2 separate regions of the Mus musculus genome follow, and region 2 is linked to region 1. A link is a contact called in public HiChIP or PLAC-seq data. All regions are on one chromosome and are shown on one strand. Each heading gives the region's core, a stretch centred on a gene start, on an enhancer-like site or on the middle of the called end of the contact. The rest is flanking DNA. Distances are from core to core; before and after follow the strand shown. Region 1 holds the start of Spty2d1 (SPT2 chromatin protein domain containing 1). Region 2 overlaps Ptpn5 (protein tyrosine phosphatase, non-receptor type 5).

Region 1 (7,206 bases), core at 3,522-6,021:
AAAAAGAAACAGTAGTAATGGAAACGTTTGCACAAGAAAGAAGCATTCAAACAGCAGAGACATGGTGGGAAACCCACTTCCTTCCTGACTGGAACTGATTCTGTCCATTTTCTAGATCATCTTCTGGCCCGCTGTAACCCTTATATAGACAATGTGTGCAGATACTTTAAATTTATCTTTAAAAAAACAAAATAAAAACAAACAAACAAAAAAGCAATCCTTAATTTTCTCTTGGTGCTGGGGATTGAGGCTAAAGTTCTGCATATGCCAAGTGTAGGCTCTGAGCTACCTCTCCAGATTACACAGCTTAGATTGACTCACTCTCTTTTAGAACACACTCTCTAACAACGGATCTCAGGGATTGTCCTGGCACACGTACAGATCTAGTTCCTTCTTTGTTGGGGATACAAACTCCCACTCCATTGTTCCCCAACCAGCTGACACTCATGACCTTTTCCATGTTGTTTTCCTTTGTTAATTCCTGACTTACATTCTATGGTGCGTGTGTGTGTGTGTGTGTGTGTGTGTGTGTGTGTGTGTGTGTGTGGTTGGGGGTGGGGTGTAAGTGTAGGTGCACATGTCACGGCAGGCATGGAGGTCAGAGGACAACTCGCAGGAGTCAGGTCTCTCCTTTCACTGTCTGGGTCCTGAGCCTCCGAGTCATTTGTTGGACTTGGAAGCAGGAGCCTTCTCAGCTGACCCAGTCCTCTGCTCTTCTAAAGCATGCTGCCGTGAATACCTAACTGTCCCAGAGACTTTGTATACACACATGTCGGGTTTTGGCAGAACATACATCTAGAAAGATAACTTCAGCATCTAAGTAGTTACTTAAATTTTTTAAATTAAAAGTAGGGGTGGGAGAAATGGTTCAATAGTTACAAGGACTGAAGTTCGGGTCTCAGATTACACATCAGACAGCTCACCACTGCTGAGAATTCCAGCTCCAAGAGACCAGACACCCTCCTATGCTGATGTACACATATCTACCGACATACACAAAATTAAAATACTAAGGTCGGGCTTATAATCCAGGGAGGCAGAGGCAGACAGATCTCTGTGAGTTCAAGGCCAGCCTGGTCTACAGAGCAAGTTCCAGGTCAGCCAAGGCTGTCAAGAAACACTATCTCAAAACAAACAAACAAACAACAACAACAACAATAATAATAATAAACTCTAGAAAACCACATGAAGTCAATGCTGACACAGACAATATTTGGGAAGAACTCAGGCAGTCATTTGACCCAACTGCTTAATATGTAAAGACTATTTAGAAGTGTCTCGTACACAAGCGTATCTGCAGCATTAGACTTCAAGACATTTTACCAAACTGATCTCAAATATTTTCATGATGGTATATTTCCCTCACCTTTATCAGCATTGCTTATTTGGAATTTGAATTGTGTCAATCTAAAGGGAATAAATACTATGTCATCAGGACTTTCATTTATTCCTGCCTCCCTGCTCAGAATCTCACTATTGTAACTCTGGCTGTCCAGGCTGGACTCAAACTCAGAGATTCACCTGTCTCTACATTTCAAGTGCTGGGATTAAAGGCGACTGCAACTATCCAAGCTCTGACTGCTGTTTTAAATGCTGCTTCCTACCTTCCTACTCTGGCTCTCAATACCTTCTCAACCTTCGTCACATTTCTGATCTTTCTTTTTAAAAAAAGATTTATTTTATGTGAGTACACATGTGGTTGCTGGGAATTGGACTCAGGAACTCTGGAAGTGCAAACGCTGCTCTTAACTGCTGAGCCATCTCTCCAGCCCCTGATCTTGAGATGCCAAAGCTTTTAAATTCAGACTTCATTTTAGAGAACCTGACCTAAGTTTGAACTCAGGTAGGCTAATAGGCTGTATATAGCATTAGTTTACAAGTTGCTCCCCAACAAAACCTGAGCCTAGCTCCAGTCTCTAGGCTCACCCCCAAGACCAACAGCTCCAGGTTAGTCCCCAAACAAACTGCACCCCAGCTTACAAGCCCACCCCTTGCCTAACGACCACCAATGCAGAAGGGAGCATTCCCAGCACCAACCAATTATGTTAAAGGCCACGGGAGCTTTCCAATTAGATGCTTGTACATGTATTCCCTGCTTGCTGCTTACTATTAAGCCTTGCCCTGATAGACATTCCGGGCTCCCGAACTACCAAAACTGTCCTGTGTGACAGTGGTGGGGGGCCCAAGCTAGCTCGAACAGAATAAAGACCCTTCTATGAGTTGCATCATATTGGCTTCTTTGTGTGTTTTGGGGGATCACCAACATTTCCCTGGCACAACAATCTTATTTCTTGTTTGTTTGTTTGTTTGTTTGTTTTTTCAGACAGGGTTTCTCTGTATAGCCCTGGCTGTCCTGGAACTCACTTTGTAGACCAGGCTGGCCTCGAACTCAGAAATCCGCCTACCTCTGCCTCCCAAGTGCTGGGATTAAAGGCATGAGTCACCACTGCCCAGCTAACAATCTTATTTCTTATCACCGTAAATATACCTGCTAAGTCCTTGATTCAATCTGTACTCACGTTCCAACTGCAACTCTATTAAATTCTAATTTTGCCAGCTGAAGTATAGGAGACCCAACTAAATCCAATTTCAGAAGCATAAGAAAGGTTTTAACTGCCATTTATTTGCAAACTCTAGCAACGCTCCACTCTGCACTTTCCTTAATCAGTGGTTACTACTTTCTGTGTTATAGTTACTCATGATCAATCTGCTGAATTAATTGTTTCTCCTTGTAAAGGTAGTGTAACGGTTGTCAACTTGACTATATCTGGAATGAACTACAATCCAGAATTGGAGGGCTCACCTGTGATCCAGATCTTGAAGCTGGAAGACACAAGTTTCTGACCTGGATCTTGGCAAGGAAATTTCTGAGTTCAAGGTCAGCCTGGGGCAAAGCAAGTCCCAGATCCAGGCTTGGTGGTACACACACACCTTTAATCTGGGCCACACCTTACGTTGGACCACACCTTATGCAAGGCCACACCTTATGCTGGAGCCTATATAAGGACACTGGAAGAAGGAAGAATCACTTTTTTTTTTGCCTTAACTTACTTGCTAGGAGATCTGTTGGAACTTCCACAGAAGACCAGCCAAGACGACTAGCCTTGTGGGACTAAGTACTAGATTCTTGGACTTCCCATTCATAGTTGGCCATCGTTGGACTACAAACTGTAAATAATCACAATAAATTCCCTCACTATAGAGACATTTCATAAGTTCTGTGACTCTAAAGAACCCTGACTAATACAGATAGGGGTTCTGCCATTCCCTTACTCCTGACTGAATTACCACAAGCAGCGGCAGTAATTTAACATTAGCTACTGTGCATGTTCTCTCTCTCTCTCTCTCTCTCTCTCTCTCTCTGACACACACGCATGCGTGTGCGCGCGCACACACACACACACACACACACACACACGCACACACACATATACGCATGCTCATTACTACTATATAGTTACTGACAGTTTCATGGGTACACATTTACAGCAGCTCAGATGAGCTAATTTAACATGGAAGAGACATGCCCTGTTTAGTAGTGCACAACTAAGTTCTGGTATTCTATGGAGCCCTTACTAATATACAGGCAAAAACACTCACACACAAAAATGTATATACGTATGTATTAAAAAGCATCTATAAGTACAAAAAAAGTATCTATAAAAGGAATATTATGTTGAGTTAGGGGCGGGTTCTTAAGATATCTGAGGCTGAGGAAGAGAAAAATTTCTACACTGCCAGCCAGTGATGGTGCATGCCTTTAATCCTTGCACTTGGGAAGCAGAGGCGGGTGGAACTCTGTGAGTGTGAGGCTAGCCTAGTCAACAGAGTAATTTCAGTACAGCCAGAGCTACACAGACAAACCTTGTCTAGGAAAGGAAAGGAAAGGAAAGGAAAGGAAAGGAAAGGAAAGGAAAGGAAAGGAAAGGAAAGGAAATTTAAAATTCTAGGGGGAAGGCAGGCTTCATCTTGGTCTTTTACTCAGCCTGAAGTGGAGCCATTCCAATACAGGCGCTCACATCATCACAGAATAAGGTCTATTGTATACACTCACCCTTTCAGCTGTACAAAAAATAGTAAATAATGCAGCCACCCCCACAGTCCAGTTTAGGGGTATTTCCATCACACCAAACCGGTCCGTAGCCCATTCCCACCCCCAGACTCAGGTATACCTAGTTATTCACGTCTACTTTATTGAGTCGAAATGACCAAATTCAAGATAACGCAAAAGAAAGTCAGGCTAGACTCCCAATGAATGCACTATATTCTGCAGTGCGTCAGAGTCAAGTTCTGCTTGGCATGTGACGAAGGTCTTCGCTCTTTCCCTAGGTTTTTAAAAGAACATCAGGTGCCTCCAGGAGATAACTGGCGTCCCAGGGACAGGATTCTTGTGCGCATGCGTAGCTTCGGGGCTCCAGCGAAACGAAACCGAGATCCCTTGCTCCAGACCTGTCGCACCAGCTGTTGGAATACCGTCATTTGGAATCTGTACATCCACGCGTGACACCTACAGAGCCCAGCTCTAGAAGGGGGTCGGGTCTCTCTTCTTCTCCACCCCCCCCCCTCCCACCCCACCCTCCCCGGATCTCACACTGAAACCCTCTCTCGCCGCGAAGATCCTCGGGCTGACCGCTCTCCCCGCCCCCTTTAGCCACACCCCTAAACTGCCATTTTGCGTCTGATTGGCTAGTAAAAGCCTCAGTCCCACCCATTTGAGCCAACGCCAACGGCCACGTACCCGTTTTCCGTGTCTTATCTCCGAAAGCGGAAGTTGCGCAAATACTTGCGAGCGCTGCGGAGGCGCTGAGCGTGTGTGTGTGAGTGTGTGTGTGTATGTGTGTATACATACACACACATACTTCGTATTCGGCGGCAGCGCGGGGGCGGTACACGGCATTAGAAGGCGCCGGAAGTGTCGGTGTCGAGGGGCGGCGAGAGAAGGGCCACCAAGGCAAGCCAGTCAGTAGCGCTTAGGCTCAGCGAGAGGCAAGACTCGCATCCACCGCGTCCCGAGTCCCCGGCCCAGCCGGGCTTTTCTCTTCGGCCAGACATGGACTTCAGGGAAATCCTCTTGATCGCTTCCAAAGGACAAGGTGTCAACCACGTACCGGTGAGTCCCCGGGGTTGCTGTAGGAAACCCGGGCGTCAAGTTCGTGTGTGGTGGGTGGAACTTCTCGGGGAGCGTCTGTCGGCCTCGGGAAAGCCTGAACTACGCACGCCCTCTTCTGGAGTTTTAGCGGAGGTGTGGGTACACGGGAGCTGGGGATGGAAAAGGGAGCGCTTTCTTGGGGTCGCTTTCGCCAGCTCCTGTGCCCTGAAAAGTAGGCTTTGCGGCTTTCGGTGTTTTTAAGAGTTGCGCAAAGTCGGGGGGGATAAGCCGCGCCTGACTGAATACTGTGTAGCATTAGTAGCGCCTGGCGTCGAATAAACTTCAGCCCCTAAATTGAGGACCAGTATAGTCAGGAAACTCGGGGACTTTTAAGAACTTTAAGGACTTGTCCTGATAGCCTTTGGGTCTTTTAGCGGGTCGAATACGGATTTCCAGGTGAACGTTTTGTGATTTCTTGAAAGCGTTCTCCGGTTCGTGGCCCCACCCACTGAACCAAAGATGGTATCACCTGCCAAGGAGGTATCTTCTGTTGGAAAGAGTTCAGGGCTTTGCAGGAAATCCATAGCCAACTGTGAGGTGATCATGTGGGCTGCGGGTGTGCTGGTAGACCTTTTATTTGCCGTATGTCCCTTGGATCTATCGGTTCCCTGTGCGAACGGATTGGGCAAAGCCTTTTTCAGCTTTCATTTCCTAGTGGGCTTCCAGATTTTTAGGTTCCGTTTGCTCAGTAAATGTGTGAGTTTGATAGTATTTTCAGAGGTAAATACTGAAGTGGTCCCACATCTGCTTTCTGGGGTTATAGCTGTTTTGCATAAACTACTCATTTCTGGATCACCAGAAGGTACCCACAGAACAGCTGTAAACCGATATATCGCAATGTGATACCCGAGATTTAATCTGTGAAGTGTCCAACTTAAAAGAACCTTCTAGAGTCAATCAGTTGGAATTTGCGATCTCACTTGGATTCTGCATTTCCTAATTTTGTATGTTGCAGTATTTTTTCCTATCTTGTCACTTCCTGTCAAATCCAGCCTATTTTTTAACCCTTGAGTATATCTACCTAAATTAATGAGTAAACGTAGTTATATTTGTATGCATGCACACACACACACACACACACACACATATATGTCCCACCCTGATAATAATCACTCAATAAGATTCTGCTAAGCCACATCTCATCAGCCTTGCAGGTTTTGCTGTGGGCACAAGCCTTTATGCATTTGTACTTTATGCATTTGTAGATTATCTAGTCACATTACTGTTAGATATCATAATCATGTTTGCATAATTTGGTCTGTATTTTATCTTAAATTTTCTTGAATCTCGAGAAAAGTTTAAAAGAAAAACAAAAAAACAAAAACAGATACTAGCTTTAGTGCCCAAGAATTGTCTTGTGGAAGAATCAGAACCCAGATTTAGAAAGCCAATATCTGGTTGGGTGTAATGGCTCATACCTTTAATACCAGCACTCACAGAGGCAGGAGGATCTTGTGAGTCCAAAGCCAGCTTGGTCTACACCAGGACAGTCAGGGCTAAGGAGAGAGACCCTGTCTCAAAAAACTAAAAAAAAAGAAGGGAGAGAGAGAGAGAATGAGAATGAATGAATTAGAGAGAGAGAATGAGAATGAATGAATTAGAGAGAGAATGAGAATGAATGAATTAGAGAGAGAGAGAATGAGAATGAATGAATTACTAAAAGCCAAAGCTTCTGGGAAAAGGGCAGACAGATCATCCTAGAGCAGAAAAATTTTAAATGCGTGATACTTAGAGAGTACGTGTATTGGTTGCTTTGTGATTGTACTCTGTGAAGTGATTTACATTTATAAACCATCCTTCCCTCCCCTAAAAGAGAGAGTAAACTTAGAGGTTTGGCTCAGTGTGCATCCTTAACTTCTTTATCTTTTACACGGAATGAAAGCCATAAAAAAGAAATCAATTGGAATAAAACAAGGTAAATAGTGTTAAATTTAATCCATGATCTTGCTTAATCTGACCCATCTATCCAGCTTAATTTTATCAGCTCAGGATAATTTGAACGCTGATTAAACACAGAGTATTAACAAATTCCCATGTCCCGTGCTTTATATTTAATA
Region 2 (6,794 bases), core at 3,752-6,251, 96 kb before region 1:
AAGAACCCATAGACACTGTGAGCAATTGCATAATGATAATAGCAGTATAAGAATACAGCCCTAAGTAGTCTCTCTCCCTCCCTACTGCCTTCCCTGCTGGGCAAGATACAGGCAGAGTGAGGGCCAGCCAGGCTGGGTGACTCATCCATTCCCACACAAACTTCAGAGTGGGATGACACGGCCAACACTCAGAGCCTCGGTCACCCGGACCTGAGCCGGCATGAGGCAGGTCATATAGACCTCTTAGATAGCGTTCCCTGGAGTGAAGATGTCTTTAGGCATCACAAGCAATCCAGGAAGCCCACAGCTGCCTTCAAAGCGGGTAGGCTGCTCACACCCTCCAGGGCAACTCCCACGTGCGCTCACACACTTTGTGTTTGTTCTCATTTGACACAGCCGCATGCTCCCATACACACACGCACATGCCCACACAGTCGCCCGAGCACGTGGCCCACCTTAGACTCACAGGGCCCTGTGGGGGTGGACACGCACCTCCGGAGGACATACACACCTGCATGTCTCCTTCCTCTCGCATGCTCAGCTTGCTCAGCTCTGCAGTGACATCTGCCTTTATCCACTTCATAAGCTCCCTGGCAACTAAAAGACATACCAGCCCTCTCACTCTCTCTGGGTCTCTCCTGGGACTGCACCCTGACCTCACATATGTGCACCAAGATCAGAAAGCACACTCCTTCCCCCTGCATCCCCTCTTCCCCTGCCATTTAGCACTCTTGATTGCAGGGACCATGGTTGATACTTGGTGTAGACCTGTCACTCCATGCTTGCACAGACATCTTTTCTTCCCCCCAACACGCACACTTCTTTTTAGGTGGTCACTCTCCTCTCTCCCACTCCCCTCGCATGCTGGCTTTCCTTGCTCGCAGTCACCCAAATGCATTGGTACATGCAAACCCACACTTCCTGCTCTTGGGCATGTAGGTGTTCACATTTGCATGAACACCAAAGCAAATAACCGTGTTGATGCTGGGGGCTCTGTTCTTCCCCCAGCCAGCATTGCCATGGCCCTAGCCTCAAATCCAACCGCTTCCTTTGGGTACACAGGAGGTAGAAAATGCTGACGCCACATTAGTGATGAGCAGGCCACACTATCAAGTGACATCATTAAGTCTCGCTTTCAGTGTCTCCAATGAGCAGACTCATGGACAAGCTGACTCCTGAATTTTACAAGGGAGGTCTTTAATGGTATGCCACCTCCCGGCCAATCTCTTACTGCAAGGGCCCTTGCATGTATGCACATAGGCACATCACACTGTATAACTAATCATGATCCACAATTCACCTCAATTAGTATGTACCCTCAAAATGATGCTCCTAAGGCCGGGGGGGGGGGGGAATCATATAGGCATCAGGTCATGATAAAAGGGAATTCTGAAGACCTCATTATCAGAGTACTGCCTGAGAAGAAGGCATGGACACCAGGTAGGTGCATGGGCACCTGGACCTTGTAAATTATTGCCCTAAAAGAATGGTATGGCCTAATGAGAGGAAATGCAAGTCCCACATCTAAGAATGACATTGCTCTTGAGACCAAGGTACCCCAGAGAGCCCCTATAGCTGATTAGAGTCATGATCGTCCCAGCTACCCTAAGAGTTAAGTGTTTGATATTCACACAAGGTTTCAAGTGTACAGTGAAGGCCTAGAATTTGTCCTTTGGGTAGGGTCAGAGATGACTTCTTGGGCGGGTAGCTTATGAGCCCTGCTTCCATCTTCAGTCTTGATAACTTGAAGGCAGGTCCCAGCCCAGCACTAGGCATAGTACTCTATATGTAGACTGACTAGTGTTCAGTGGATTATTGTCTGAACCCAGGGAAGCAATCTTGGCCTCAACAAGAAGCAATTGCTTATCCTGGGTGCCATTTTATGGAATAGAGAAGATTGAGACCTGTACTCATGAAGGCTTGCTTATCCTAACTCTGCAGTGACCCCTAGCCCCTTTCTGCTGGTTTTTATTCCTTTACTACATTGATGCTTCTGTTTTCATTTAGAACTTCTAATGCATTTAGAGATGTTTACACTGACTGATAATTTGAGCCTTTGGGCCATTATAAACAAAGCACTGTTAGGATGTGCTAAGACACTAATGAAGTGACATTTTATAATATCATTGCCTTGAGAAGAGGCCTTAGCCAAGTATCCACCAGTCAACAGTGGTGGATCTTAACTATTTCCTGACACCAAGGCAGAAGTGAGAGCAGGAACCCAAGAGGATGAGCCTTGAAGTGCTTTGGGGAGGTAGACAGACCTGGGTTCATGTTTTAGCTCTGTCACTAACTGGCACCATGGCCTTAGGTAGATCATCTGAGTTGACCTCAAATGTCTATTCTCTCAACTACAAATGGTGATAGATATAAGATGTAAGGTTAAGTTAATGAATGACTTAATAGATCGAAAGTGTTTGTTGCACAGTATTCCATAAACGGTAGCTAATAACGATGGTAGTCATTCCATAATATGGAGCATGAACAGAAAAAATAAAAATATTAATCTTTCATTTTTTCTAAGCCTGCTCCAGGGCTCAAACTTCCAGTTCTGACCAGGCCTTCAGCAGCATAGCTTCCATGACTGTCCACCACAGGTCTGAGAGCTCACAGAGCCAATGTAGCCTCAGACAAGAGTACTGTTGTAAATCAAATAGGAAAGGGACCAACAACTGGCAAGAGAACAACCTCTGCCCTGTTAGCTTCACAGAGGTGGACATGGCTATGATGTTGTAGGGAGTTGTCTGGGTGTGCAGAGACACTAAAAAAGAGTCTCAGCGGCTGCTGCCTTCACAAAGGTTGATGCCAAAGCCCACTGAGACAGGTGAGAATTCATTCCATTCCTAAGACACGTGGGGACAGATGCTCTCCTTTTTTATCCAGTCACCATAGCTCTCAATATATTCTTTATAACCTCCTCGTAAAGCGCGCCCTTTCAACCTTGTCCTTTGACTTGGGCTCATTTCTTCTTTACAGATCTCAGCCTATCACTGCCTTATAAACTGTCTCAAAACTTAGTGGCTTCAAACAGAGACCATCTTAACCCGCTCAAAAGCTAAAGGATCAGGCAAGAATCCGCCAGGGGTTCTTCTGTTCCACATTAGCTGAGGTAATCCACTGGGCTGCGCTCACCTGCTGCTGACCAGGGAAATAATGTCCGAGAGAAAACTTTTCGTATGCACCTGGTGCCTCCGTCTCTGCCACTTGGCTTCATTCTCTCTTTAGTTAGCCTGGGTTACCTCACAGCATGGTAGTTGCGAGTACGTGGACTTCTCATATAGCAGCTGACTTCTAAGATAGAACACCCCAAGAGGGTAGAAACTGGTGCTTCATATTTCCTAAGCCTCAGAAACTATAGTATTATTTTGATTTACTGATCAGAGCTAGCCATACTCTCAGCCCAGACGAAAGTAAAGGAAGAAACATGTTTCCTCTTGATGGACCAAGTTCAAGAATCTACACCACCTTCATCTGCCATGGCGTCCTTCATCATCTCCTCTGCTCCTCTTACACTGGTTTCTTTCTTAAATATCAATTCCTTTCTCCCATTTCCTACCCCCATTGTTTTTCCAAGCCTTTCCTTATATCAACACCGCACTTCTGCCTATCTTAAGTCTTTGGCTTTTCTACTTGCTTGTAAAAAGCACGGCTGTGTGCAGACTCCTCTCCAACACTTGTTAGGCCACTGTGTGCTATACCAAAATAAATTAAAGTTGGAAATAGAGCCAATATGTTTTGAAATGGAATATTTTACATCCTTCTATCTGGACAATATTCATCTGTAAGGAGTTGGAAAGCCAGGTTCATAAGTTAAGCCAGGAGCTAATTATGACTCCTTGTCATTCTGCATTAAGATTCAAGGTTTGGAGAAAACCAAAACTAGCCTAGCTGGCTCTATCCACCATAAGGATGCTCACATGCACTTATGCGCAGGGGCACTCTGGCCCATGCATCTGAGCTCCAAACACACCTTCTGCAAAGTAGAAGTGCACAGAGCAGTTTGTTGCTTATAGGAAACAAGAAGAGAGAACACCATACTCAACAGCCAGACTCAGGCCAGGACACACAGAGAAGCTCTGGATGTGGGTAGAAAGGGGGAAACAAATGTCTTCTTGGCTTCATGGACCCCTCACTTGTGAGAGGGATACCTAGTCAAAGAGGAAAGAAAGCAGTCTTTTAAACATAAGCAAACTAAGAGCCATTCTCCTGGTGTAATGGCAGTGCTGAGCACATCTGCCCAAGTGCCTGGCGTCACTCTCATAGCTGGACCAGGACAAGTCCCTGCACCAACCACTCCAGCCCTCAGGTCACTCTCCTGCACTGGAGAGTGGGGAAGTTGGTCTTCCCACAGCAGTTGTGAGGCCACAGTGAGCTGGTACGTGCATGGACCTTGTAAACCAGAGTCTATTCACTTTATCTGCTTTCTATTGTTAGATTCAGACCCGGATATGAATCTGAGCCCTTCCTTTCAAAGCTTGGGATCCTGAACAAATCATTTCACATCTCTAAACATCGGCCCACCCCACTCAGGCTGAGGCTGACTGTGACTGTTAAGACAGATTGGTTTTTGGTTTTGTTTTTTGTGTTTTGTTTTGTTTTGTTTTGTTTTTTGCCAAATTCCAGTTGATTATCACCTTCCTTAAAACAAGCCATTTCTGACCCAGCAAGAGAGATTGTCAGATTAAGGTGCTTGCTACTAAATCTCATGACCTAAATTCAATCCCTGAGAACTACATGGTAGAAAGAAAGACCCACTCCTGCAAGGTGCCCTCCGGCTTCCACACACATGCCATGGCAAACATACATTCAAAAAAAGGCACTTACTTAATTAAAAATATAAATTTTTAAGAGACCATTTCTCCATTACAAACAAGGCCATTTGGGACTGCACTTCTTCTGTCCACCTAACCCAGTTCCTCCCTCTACCAGCCCACACCAATGGTCCTAGAGCCCAGCAGCAAGGCACACTATAGCCACACCCACCATAGCCACACCCACCATAGCCACACCCAGCCAAGAGGATGTGAGTCCAGCATGTTGTCATCTCAGGAAGTCTGTCATCTCAGAAAGGGGTAAGGCTGCCTGTGTTAGGCAAATTTTGTTGCACAAGTTACCAAAAACTTTACAGCTTTAAACATTCATTATCTTACTGTGTTTTTTACTCAGGAGTCCAGGGATGATTTAAAGGGCTTATGGTTCTGGCTTAGCCTTTCAGAACATCTCAATATGTTAGTCATTGTACAGTAATCTCAAAACTTAGCTGAAGCCAAACACCTGCTTTAATCTAAATTCACCCACAGCTGTTAACATGCCTCCTATTCCTGCAGCCTGTTGGTCTCAGTTCCTCTCCAAGCAGACCCTTCCATAGCGACCCAATAAGACACTGGTTCCCCCAGTGTGGGTGACTTCAGAGAGCATGCCATGCAGGAGAGAGCACCCCAGATGGAAGTCACAGTCTCTTCTAACCTAATCATAGAAGTGTTATGCCTTCACTTCTGCTGTGTGCTTTTGGCCACAGAGCCTAACATGGTTATCATGTGGGAGAGACTGCACAGGGTTATGAATACCAGGAGGTGGGATCATTGAGGGCCACCTTGGGGGCTGTCTACTATATTGCTTAAAAGATGAATAATTAAATTTGAAAAGCTTTTAGTAAAGCTTAATGTAACTATCACCCTCCATCCAGCTTCATTTTCAACCCACTAGAATATTTCAGTATGCTTCCTTCTTTGTATCTTTCATTGTTCAATTTGCAAGTTAAATTCTATATAATTGTATATATGGGCTAGTGTGCCATCAGTCTTAAACCATGAATATAAAATGTCCATCTTTTAACACAGTTAAATCCTTATAATTCAAAGAGACAGAGTCTTAGGATATAACAATGAACCATCCCAAAATGCTAATTAAATGGTAGTTGTAGGTTGGAGGGCACCCTTACCCCTGCTTGCATTGTTGACAGACCCCAAACCTGGGACTCACCCAAGTCCATGAATAAGGGCTGGTTAATCCTATGAGACCTCTGTAGAGACAGCTGACCAGAAAAAAAACCAGGGCATCCTGTTTCCTTGTAGAAAACCGACAAAATGACTCAGAGGTCATGTTGGCGAGCCCACTCAGGTAAAGGGAGATTCAAAGGCTCCTTGACAATCATCTATGCTGCAACCAGATCCATGAGCCTTTCCTTCTGGGAGGTGTTGATTCCCAAGCAGGATCTCTCCAGCTCCCCCAGACTTAGGAGACAGAACAAAAGGCCCTGTCTGTCCTGTCTTTCTCTTTAGACACCGGACCAATTTCTAGTTCAGTGGTTTGGTTTCTGGTTTCCTTGGAGGTGGGGAGGGTATTGAGAGCTTCCAGCAAGGCAGGCCATGCTTCTTCAGTGGTCCACATGAGGCCCCTGTCTGGCTTCCTGCACTTGCTTCCTTTGCTCTCTGCTGTGCCCTCTATACATAGCTCATGTGTCTAACATTCATTCTTATTCCTGCCCTTGCTGAAGAACTTCAACATTTCATTCTCTATTTTCAAATTGTGTATATTGAATAGACAATCCGTGTCTTACAATGGTTGGAACTAAAGTTCTTTCTGACTTGAAGGTGAAGGTGAAGCAGAAGAAACAGAACCTCACATTTGGATCCTCTCCCATGCTAGCAACATACAGTGCGCTACTCTTAACAGGGCTCTGGGCAGGAACGATGATCTGAGGCTTCTTTCTGGTCAGTCAGATCAGCAGGGTAAATCACGGACGTTCCGCCTGATTGCTAAGCTTGCTTTTCAGCAGGTCAGGTGGGATAAAA

Evidence for each region. HiChIP or PLAC-seq counts read pairs in DNA pulled down with a chosen protein or histone mark.
Region 2: an H3K4me3 HiChIP or PLAC-seq map of bone marrow-derived macrophages shows a contact between it and region 1, with 2.6 times the contacts expected there. The contact joins the enhancer-like site here to the promoter of Spty2d1 in region 1. A contact is called at or near these places in 5 of 39 promoter capture datasets (the 3T3-L1 cell line, the HPC-7 cell line, cranial neural crest and 2 more), 3 of 15 datasets of contacts at CTCF or cohesin (CD8 T cells, the NIH/3T3 cell line and large pre-B cells), 6 of 484 Hi-C or Micro-C datasets (B cells, Th1 cells, bone marrow-derived macrophages and 2 more), 5 of 115 datasets of contacts at active chromatin or transcription factors (CD8 T cells, the SCID.adh cell line, bone marrow-derived macrophages and 2 more) and 3 of 9 other capture datasets (adipose tissue, liver and pancreatic islet).

Annotation. Positions count from the first base shown.
Region 1 is chr7:47,005,979-47,013,184 of GRCm38.p6, reverse strand. Spty2d1 (SPT2 chromatin protein domain containing 1) reads left to right here and starts at 4,771. Exons shown (of 6, transcript NM_175318.4): 1 at 4,771-5,110. The coding sequence starts at 5,051. It overlaps Gm32031 (predicted gene, 32031), which reads right to left and starts at 4,631. Exons shown (of 2, transcript NR_166573.1): 1 at 4,592-4,631; 2 at 4,177-4,461.
Region 2 is chr7:47,102,453-47,109,246 of GRCm38.p6, reverse strand. All of the region lies in intron 2 of Ptpn5 (protein tyrosine phosphatase, non-receptor type 5), which reads left to right. Gm14377 (a long non-coding RNA gene) reads right to left here. Exons shown (of 4, transcript XR_003946769.1): 1 at 5,983-6,794. Among named protein-coding and RNA genes, the nearest start is that of Gm14377, 10 kb to the right of the region's middle. Within about 2 kb of position 5,001, at least 82 of the 459 cell types and tissues checked have an H3K27ac peak or open chromatin away from gene starts, as enhancers often do. A contact at or near this core is called in B cells, CD8 T cells, Th1 cells and 2 more, where this site is marked.